Linked DNA regions of Mus musculus: region 1 is linked to region 2. Evidence: chromatin contacts called from public Micro-C data. All regions are on one chromosome and are shown on one strand. Each heading gives the region's core, a stretch centred on a gene start, on an enhancer-like site or on the middle of the called end of the contact. The rest is flanking DNA. Distances are from core to core; before and after follow the strand shown. Region 1 holds the start of Apba2 (amyloid beta (A4) precursor protein-binding, family A, member 2). Region 2 holds the start of 4930554H23Rik (RIKEN cDNA 4930554H23 gene).

Region 1 (4,745 bases), core at 807-3,306, 1.1 Mb after region 2:
ACACACTCATACACACACTCACACACACTCATACACACACTCACACACACACTCATACACACACACTCATACACACACACTCATACACACACACACACTCATACACACACACACACTCATACACACACACACTCATACACACACACACACACTCACATACATACACACACTCACACACACTCATATACACACACACACTCATACACACACACTCACATACATACACACACTCACACACACACTCATACACACACACACACACTCACATACACACACACTCATACACACACACACACACTCACATACATACACACACTCACACACACACACACACACACACACACACACACACACACACACACACACTCATACACACACACCCTGAAAGGGTAATAGAAGTGCTAAGAGATTAAAAGTCGTTTGTATTTCCTTTCTTGTGAGTTGCCCATTTTATTTTTTAACTTGGGCAAGGTCCAGGTAGGGAGGTGGAGTGCTTGCTAGTGTGCACAATGTCCTGTGCCCTGCAGAGCAGACAGACACATCTGGATCTCACACTTAGCAGTCAGTGCAATGGAACAGTTTTGCATTTAGAGCTGAGCTGAACTTTTTGTCAGGGGGGTCAATAGAATATTTAAGGTGATGGACAACAAGCAAGAAGGAATGGTCAGCTCTAGGAGGAGGAAGAATGGCTCTAGGGTGGACCTATTTGGTCCCTGAGCTGCCAGAGCTGCTCTGCTATTGACTGGTGAGGTAGGGGTGGGGGGTGGGGTAATGGAGGGTGAAAGAGAGGGAGGCAGACAGGTCCCAGGCCTAGGAGGTCCTTACTAGGTCTGCCCCTGTATTCAGTTTTTCTCCAGGCCCTTCTCGGGGTCACCTCTGTCACTGTGGGCATCAGGAAGTTCTTTTCTCACCCCACTCACCCTCCTCTTCCTTTGGTGACATTCCTCTGATCTTCTGCCACCTGGCCTTCATCTCAGGCTAGGACTGAAGGAAGAGAGAGAGGAAGAGGGAGAACCAGGCCAATTGGAAGCATTTGGGGGCTGAAGTGGAGCCCCCCATTCCCTAAAACAGAGCACCCTGTGTGCCTTAAACCTGCAAGTTGCCACAAATGCATAGGGCTGAGTGAAAGGTCAAAGGTGACAATAAAGCCCAACGTTCAAGAATTTCAAGAGGTTTGTTTCTTACTGAGGGTAGCCAACTGGTTCTCATTGGGGGTATTAGAGGTTGGGGCCCTCTCCCTTCTGGACATCCCAGGCAACACAGGTATCAGAGACTCGGTGGTTATCAGGGACCGGGTGAGAAGACCTTGTGTGTGGTTATCAGGGACCGGGTGAGAAGACCTTGTGGCCAGAAGGCTTCTGGTGATTGACTGTGGGGAAGCAGGACAAGGCTTGCCCCTCAGGAAAGGCTTTCTGGGGCCACAATACCCTAGAGAGTCAAGGGATTCGGGCCGGCCGGGGCTCCGCATAGAGCGGAGCTGGCAGAGCAGGGCGCGGTCGCCGCAGCCCCTCAGCGCCGCACGCTCTCCGGAGCCCGCCAGGGGGCAGCGCGGCGTCAGGGGCAGGGTGCGGGCACCGGCAGCATCTCCTTCACCTGTTCTGCCTGCCCAGGACCAGACTGTTAAGGCTCCCCAACTGGCCGGTCCCAGCTCACTCCCAGGAACCTGTGTGCTCCTCAAGGGGCCACCGCGACTCGCGGAGCCTATCTCAGCCCGTATCCCAAGGACCCAGGTCCCAGGTGGGCTCGTCCGCTGTCCCCGCCGCTGTCCCCGCGCCGCACCCGGAGGCGCCGCGCTGGGCGCCGAAGCATCTTTGTCTGCGCTTTGCGCGGCCGCGCGGTCTTGAATCCCTTGATTCCCTAAGGTCTCTTTAGAAAGCGTTTCCACCCCGCGTGGCCGGGCGCAGGAGGAGCGGGGGCGGTCGGTGTGGCGGCGGATAGGGCGGTGCGGGTGCGGGTGCTCCCGGGCCGCGCCGCGTGCGCCCGGTAGAGGCGGCCCTGCGTGTCGTGCGCGGCGTCCGGGGCGCGCCCGCCGCTATCCAGCTTCCCGGGCTCATTAGCAGTCTCGGTGTGCGGCTCGGCGCGGGCTCACAAAGAGCTGCTGCGGCGCCCCGCTCTCGGCCTCGCCGACCCAGTCGGGGGCGGCGGCGCATCGCGCAACCCGCGCGGGCGCAGGTAAGTGGGGCCCGGGGCGCCAGAGTCTCCGCGGCAGCAGCCTGGGTTGCCCGGTTCCGCGTGGGGGGAGCCGGGGCGCAGTGGGGGGCGCGGATGCTGTGGTCCCAGCGCTCCCTTTCGGACCTTGTGGGGCTCTGGAGAGGCAGAGGGGCATCGTCGACAGAGCGGGCCACCGCTGGGACCGGGGGGTGCTACGGACCAGCGCCCCTCTCTCTCCGGACCCACCGGACCCTCCGAGCCACTGACCAGCGGCCGGGCGCGGCAGGGATCAGCTGGCCGCTAGGTTATCAGGGGCTTGCGAAGCGGCGGCGCGGGGCTACCTGGTGTGGCCAGAGGAGATGGTCACTCGTCTGGGTCCCCCTATTATTGCGTTGGGGGGGGGGTTGTCTAGAGGGGAGCTGCTTGGCACTGATTCCAAGTCCCGATGCTGGGCGGCAACTCGGGAGTTTGGGGTCGCTGCTGGGTTCGCTGCTTCCAGGCAACCGGTCTTTGATCTGTACCCCTCCCTCCCCTTTCCCTTTATAATGAGGCCCGGGGGAGAAACTCAGTTAAAAATTCCACACCCCGTATTCTCTGGGGGGATGCGGCGGGGACATGCCCCTTATCCTGGCTGCTTCCTCTTGGCAGGCAGAGCCCGGCAAGGGGACTTGGGTATGGAGGATGAAGGGGAACATTGATCCCAGCTTTTTTCAAGCCTTGTTTTCACAGGGAGCAGTATGGGCAGCAGGCCTCTATATGCCAAAGCTGTGGGTGAACTTCCCCTGAGTGCGGTAGGGATAGGAGCAGGTACCAGTGGGGCTCTGCAAGGGCTTGCCCTGGCTGTAGGCGCCTTAAATAAAGCCTACTAGTCTTAACTTAGAATTCAGTTATGGAAGACTTTTAATTCTTTAATATCTGTTTATTTGTATGTGACTTGACAGAGGCCAAACTTAAATTCGAATTTAAATAAAGCCAGCTCACTCAGGCCTTGTGCACGGTGAAGTTCTTAAACCTTGCTTGTTTTTCTTGGCCTTTCTTCATGTCTGAACTGATTTGTCCCGGTCCCCTTAGACCCCAAGACCCCTTCTTCCTTTATGGATATAGATTTGAGGAAGGATAGTGGTTTCGAAAACAAAGACCCGTAAGCTTTAAGGGTCCAAGTGAACAACTTTTTCTGAAGTACTGATCTGCAGGTGCCAAGAACCAATGGGCAGGCTCCCTTTGGGGCCCGGTCCCTCCAAAGAGGCAAGGATGGGGCTTTCCTGGACAGCAGCAATCTGAGGCAGGGGACTCAGGGCAGAGTGGCTGGGTGACTTTGTCCTGCACTCAGATTGCTGGGTGGTCATGGTGTGCTGCAGAGGGTCTCCTGAACTTTGGAGCTCTGGAACAGAGGGGTGAGTGACACAGACGAAGAACCTGCAGGGACTCCAAGCCACATGGAAGGGATTAGTGGGTCGTGGAACTGGCTATGAGCTGGAGGTACCAACACCTCTCCTTCCATGGCACCACCAAGTCCTTGTCCGCTTGTCCTTGGGACAGTCTCTGAGCTGGGTATAGCCATGTCCCCCCACCCCCAGCTTTTCTCATCTCTCGGGTGTCAGGCAGCAGTAGACTTACCCCACTGCTGCTTTTCCATGTCTGGGGTGCTGGGCCGCACTGAATCAGATGGTCTGTGAGTGGGTGTGAGCCTGAGTCTTTGTGCTGGAAGGGGCCGACATTGAGGACCATTCACTTCTGCTTGCCTTCTTCTTTCCCCTGTGAGGCAACCCCAGACCCAAGTGGTAGCTTGTTAACTAGTTGGCATAACACCCTTCTGTTTCTCTTCCTTCCTTCCTTCCTTCCTTCCTTCCTTCCTTCCTTCCTTCCTTCCTTCCTTTCTCTTTCTTTCTTTCTTTCTCTTCCTTTCTTTCTCTTCTTCTTCTTCTTCTTCTTCTTCTTCTTCTTCTTCTTCTTCTTCTTCTTCTTCTTCTTCCTCTTCCTCCTCCTCCTCCTCCTCTTCCCTCTCCCCCTCCTCCTCCTCCTCCTCCTTTTTTGAATAAAATATTAGTTTCACAGTAATAATTGGTAGGGATGGTCTGTGAAATGGAGGTGCATAAATGTCCAATTTGCCAACTGAGCTAAGAAATGCCAGATAAAAATAAAAGATAATTGTAAAAGACACCAATCACACCCCTGGAGGCTGAGAGGGAGTGTTGAAACACCTTGACTTTTCCTAGACAAAACTGAGGAACTCAGAGGAAAAAAGCATTTGATAGTAAGGCTAGCATCTACCAGGCTTTGTTTAGGTTGGGCACTGGTCACTGCGCCCTGTTGGAAAGGCAGAATGGGGGTAGGATCTACCTGACCACAGAGGAATCCTCAAGTCTTCAATTTACTGCTGCATCTTGTCTGTCCCCTGCTCTCATGAAGTTCAACAGGTGAGGGTCTCCACCGATACCACGTTCTTGACGATCCTAGGGACAGATGAGTGTGGAGGTTCTGAACAGCCTCACTGGCCTGGAGGGCCTTCCAAACCAAATGGCAGATACTTGCATATCCTGCCTGACAGCCTCCGTCCTTAGTATGGTGGCAGCCTGGGCCGTGTGCCCTCTTTT
Region 2 (4,412 bases), core at 74-2,573:
CTCTTCCTCTTCTCAATAAGTATGCAGTTTATGTCTTCAGAACCCAACAACTTCAATTCCAAATGGCCTTCCTCCAACAGTGCCACCAGGATTGACGGAACAGGCAAAGGGAGTGCTCAGTTTGACTTGTAGCATGAGAAATTTTCTGAGCATTCACCAATGGAGATCCAGGAGATATAACAGCCTTAGGAACAGAACAGGAAAGAGGATTTTGCCTTATTCAGCTTTAGTCCCCTTCTCAACACAAAGCAGTTCAAATACTGATCTTGATAAATTATGGAGAAAAGTGTCTCAGAGAAGTTGAGAAAGTTATGCATAAAGCACAGCTTAGCAATCTGGAACTTTAGTTATACACACCTCTCCTAACGATGCACTAGCAACCCGTTGGCAACCTTGAATATCCATTTGCACCGAATTGTATCTACACCCCACTCGAAACAGTGGAATAGGTTTTTCCTTCCTGTAAAGACTGTTAGACATCGACAGTTTCTATTCAGTTAGATTCCAGCTATATAAGAATGGAATCCTAATCCAGTTTGAACTAGTCTTGTGTGTATATGCAATAAGGAAAGATGTGCTCTGAGTGAACTTTTAGGAAGAACACACCATTTAACCATCCTATGACTATGCAAAGTTGGGTGTGCATATGATTAAAATAAAACACATTATAGGAAAGGACGTGCATAGTGACAAATGGCTTACATAATCTGCTCTGTCAATCAAAACAGAGAACCACTGACGCTACATCCTTTAGCAACTAAATGTCTCCTTTTCTGGAAGACCATAGAATGAACCCTCCAAATAATAAGGGCCTTTGAGTGTGCTCACTGATGTGGCCCGCTGTCGGCTGTGTATATCTCTTATTTGTACTATGGCCTTGTTTTGTTGTTAGCTTGCTATACCTATGCACTGTTATTTCAGTTTCTTGAACAAGAGACCAAGAATGTGGAAACGCCCAGCTCTGAACCTAACAGGCAAAAGCTACACCAAGACGGTTAAATGAGAGGGCAGAAAGCAGTGGCATCCACTTGATATCAGGCTGGAGGAAAAGTCTTAAACAGTCACCACGGAGGAAACGTCTAAAACAGTCATGTAAACATTATTAATGGGGAAAGAAATAGGGGAAGGTCAGAGGGGCGTGGAAACAGTCAAAGTTTAGGGTGTTTAGAAAAAGAGAGCCAGCCCAGAGAAAGAAACCAAAGGTGAATGCAGACCACTAGAGAAAAGATGAGCAGGGCAGAGGGGAGGGTGGGTTTCCCTAAGTCCAGGGACAACCTCAAAAGGCTACACCCTAAGGGGGCAAACATGGGAGCGCGTGCATGGGGACACAGCGGGTCCTAGCGCGTCTTCGCAGAGCTCGGCGCGACCGAGGCCAACGGTGGCCACGAGCACGCGCGCTCCCCTACCCGCACCACTTCGGCGGGGGCGGGGCACGGTGGAAGCGGTGACGTCAAGGCAGGGCGCGCGCCTCGGGGCCGCGGACGGAGCCGGGAGGCGGGCGCTGCGCGCGACCGCGGGCGGAGCGGAGGGGCGCGGGGGGCGGAGCGCGGCGCAGCCAGGAAGGCGGGGGAGGAGAGGCCCGGGCGCCGCGCGGCAGCTGGGGAGGGGGCCGCGGCTGGGCGCGAGCGGAACAGCTGATCTGGTTTTCCCGAAGCCAGGGAAGATGGAAGTCGGCTAGCGGCGACTGCGGCGCTGCGGGCGGACCGGCGGGCTGCGCGGCAGGTAAGCGGCGCTGGCCACGGTGCTGCCGGCGGGCGGCGGGCCGGGCGCAGCGGGCAGGTGCGATGGGGCGCGCGGCGCGGGGTCGCCCTGCGCTTGGCCGGGAGGCGAGTGGGCTTGGGCAGGGGCTGCAGGACGCTGGGGGCGCAGGGCTCACACTGCGCGTCTGCATTGCGGGAACAGTTCGGGATCTCGTGGGCGCCACGGGCACCGGCTCCGGCTTCAGCCGGGCGAGGGTAGGGCGCGGCGCTCCCGCTGGCTCCGGCGGCTGCCTCCTGGCCCTTTTCGCGGTTCCGCACTGGAACGTGATGGCAAGCGCGCGGGACTGGGCCCTCGGTCCGTGGGGGCGCGTTGGGGGTCCGAAGGGCAGGGTTAGCTCAGAGCGGCGCCTGAGGCGGCTTGCACAGGGGCTATGGCTACGTGGGTCACGGTGGCCCCCGCGTACTTCTCTGGGTCTGACTGGCCAGCTGCGAAGGGTTGATGCAATTTGGCTCTGAACCCAGAGGCCTTCCCTAGTATCTCCTCACTGGAGGGGGAAAATTGTATCTGCTGTGCTTTAAGTGCTCCTTTAAATTTGGGAGATGTCAGTGATGTCATCATTAACTAAAACTTTCCTTCATTGGACATAACCGCTCAAGTGTACCCTCCTCCCGACCGGTACAGCTACTGCAGCTCTTTGAGAATCTTAGCCATCGAATTTGCTTCTCTGCGCTCAAAACTCGAAAACCTCATAAAGTGCAGTTTTTATTCTGTTGGCTTGAAGATTAGTACATTTGAGAGAGTGGCTGAAAGAAAATGTGTCCCTACAGGTCTGGAAATCAGCTGATCCAGAGCACACAGATCCATCAGGTATGGCAGTACATGCTTGTACCTTGCCTTATCTCTGTTAATGAAAATGACCTGTATGGGAAACACTTCTTTTTTTTAAAAAATCTATTTAGTGTGTGTCCAGGCAAAGGCAGACAATGGGACTAGAGCAGGGTCGTTGCAGGCCTTGATTGCTTCAGGTGAATCTGAAGGGTTCCTCCATCACCAACATCCCCGTCTAGGGTGTGCCTGGGAGAGGTGCTGGTTACTCTAGGGCTCTTTTAGCACTTGTGTGTCCCACCAGACCCCAAGACCTATCCAAAGCGTTCAAGGAATATGAGAGCCTAAGATCTACACAGCACACCAAGTTCTGGAAGAAAATTCCTCAATAAATGCCAGCAGCATGCCCTCATTTGATTATATGAGTATGCCATTAGTATCTGCTCTTATGGGAACAGCCGAAAGCTAGTTCCCAAGACAGTCCGAACATCTACTTAGGCCTGTTGTATCAAAAGGAGATCTAATAAGAGACCAAAGTATTGATGTTTTTGTATTTAATAATTAATGGCACCTCCTAATTGGTTAAAATAAGGATGCCTTAAATTATTAGTGTGATCATATTGGGTTTGCAAGGAACTTAGTGCCATATGCCACAGGAAGGTTTGAATCTGGAACCCTGGAAATAGTGGTTACTGTAGACTTTTGGTGTTCAGGGTGATCGTGAATGCAAATCATTACTTCATGGAGTCTGGCTACATACTAATCACAACTGTGCCTAGATTAGGTAGCAGATGTACCTTTGGGAAGTAAACTTCTGAGCCCCCCCCCCCCCATTGCTGGAGGAGGAGAGGGAGCAGCCACCAGTGAGTGAGCAATGTGTACATCATAGTCTCTGACCTCTTGATAATGTCAAACTTATTCACAGCGGTATGCTGAGAGAATAACCCATGGAGTGAAATTGGCCACAGGTACTGCTCTTCTGTGGTATTTCTCTTACACAGGTTGCCTTGTGAACTTGAGCTCGTGTTAGGTGCCAAGATCCTTCTGTGTTTAAAGTGCCTTCAGGGGTGAGTGGTTTTAGTGCCATGTACTGTGGAAATTGAGTCTCTGAAACTATGGTGGCCTTTGTATCCACCGTCTCCACCTGTACACTTGTGAGAATTTATTCGTTGTAACTATGAATACTCAACACTAACTGTTTCCTCTAGATGTATAGGGATTAGTAACATTTTTTTCCTGTAACATTTTGAAAACATCTCTGAAATGTATTTAGTTGAGTATTATGCTCTTCATTTCTAAGAAGCCCAAATTGCTTTATCTTGCCATTTTTGTCTGTCCCTCTGGATTTTAAGGTCATTCATCCTTGACTTAGGCCCATAGAATAAAGGCTGAGTCAGCTCCTGCCAAACCAGTAGGGGGCGTGCTGGATGTGCCTTGGCTGTGCCTCTACCAGATGCTTGGAGAGAATTACCAAATATTTATGTTGGATGGGTGGTTCCTGTGTGTGCATGTATGTGTATCTCATGCATAATCTCCTAATTTCCCCCTCCCCCACTGTGTGCCCAAGGAATGGAAAACAGAGAGGATATGCACTTGAGTGGCCAGATGTGGGGGCCATCAGTGTGAGCCTTCTGAATTGCCCCTGTCTTTGAAGAATAGCTGTTGGTACCTACCACACCTTGAGGCTGAAGACTTGATTTCAGGAGTACTGTTTTGGAGACAAGAGTTGTCCTCATCGACATGCAGTCCTGTGTGCTGGTGAGAGCCACCCTTGGCAACCTCCTACATAACAGTTGCCCCTGGTGTTCATTTCCAACTGACCAAACCCAGGCTCTCTGTGTTGTGGTACCTCCCAGGTGACCTGCTTGCCCTCCTTGGCAGGGTTA

The links. Hi-C and Micro-C count contacts between places; a contact is called where the count stands out from the background.
Region 1: a Micro-C map of embryonic stem cells shows a contact between it and region 2, with 9 times the contacts expected there. The contact joins the promoter of Apba2 here to the promoter of 4930554H23Rik in region 2. A contact is called at or near these places in 1 of 39 promoter capture datasets (embryonic stem cells) and 2 of 484 Hi-C or Micro-C datasets (both in embryonic stem cells).

What each region holds. Positions count from the first base shown.
Region 1 is chr7:64,500,082-64,504,826 of GRCm38.p6, forward strand. Apba2 (amyloid beta (A4) precursor protein-binding, family A, member 2) reads left to right here and starts at 2,057. Exons shown (of 15, transcript NM_001291166.1): 1 at 2,057-2,172.
Region 2 is chr7:63,443,206-63,447,617 of GRCm38.p6, forward strand. It overlaps 4930554H23Rik (RIKEN cDNA 4930554H23 gene), which reads right to left and starts at 1,324. Exons shown (of 10, transcript NR_131089.1): 1 at 358-1,324; 2 at 1-184. Otud7a (OTU domain containing 7A) reads left to right here and starts at 1,567. Exons shown (of 14, transcript NM_130880.1): 1 at 1,567-1,722.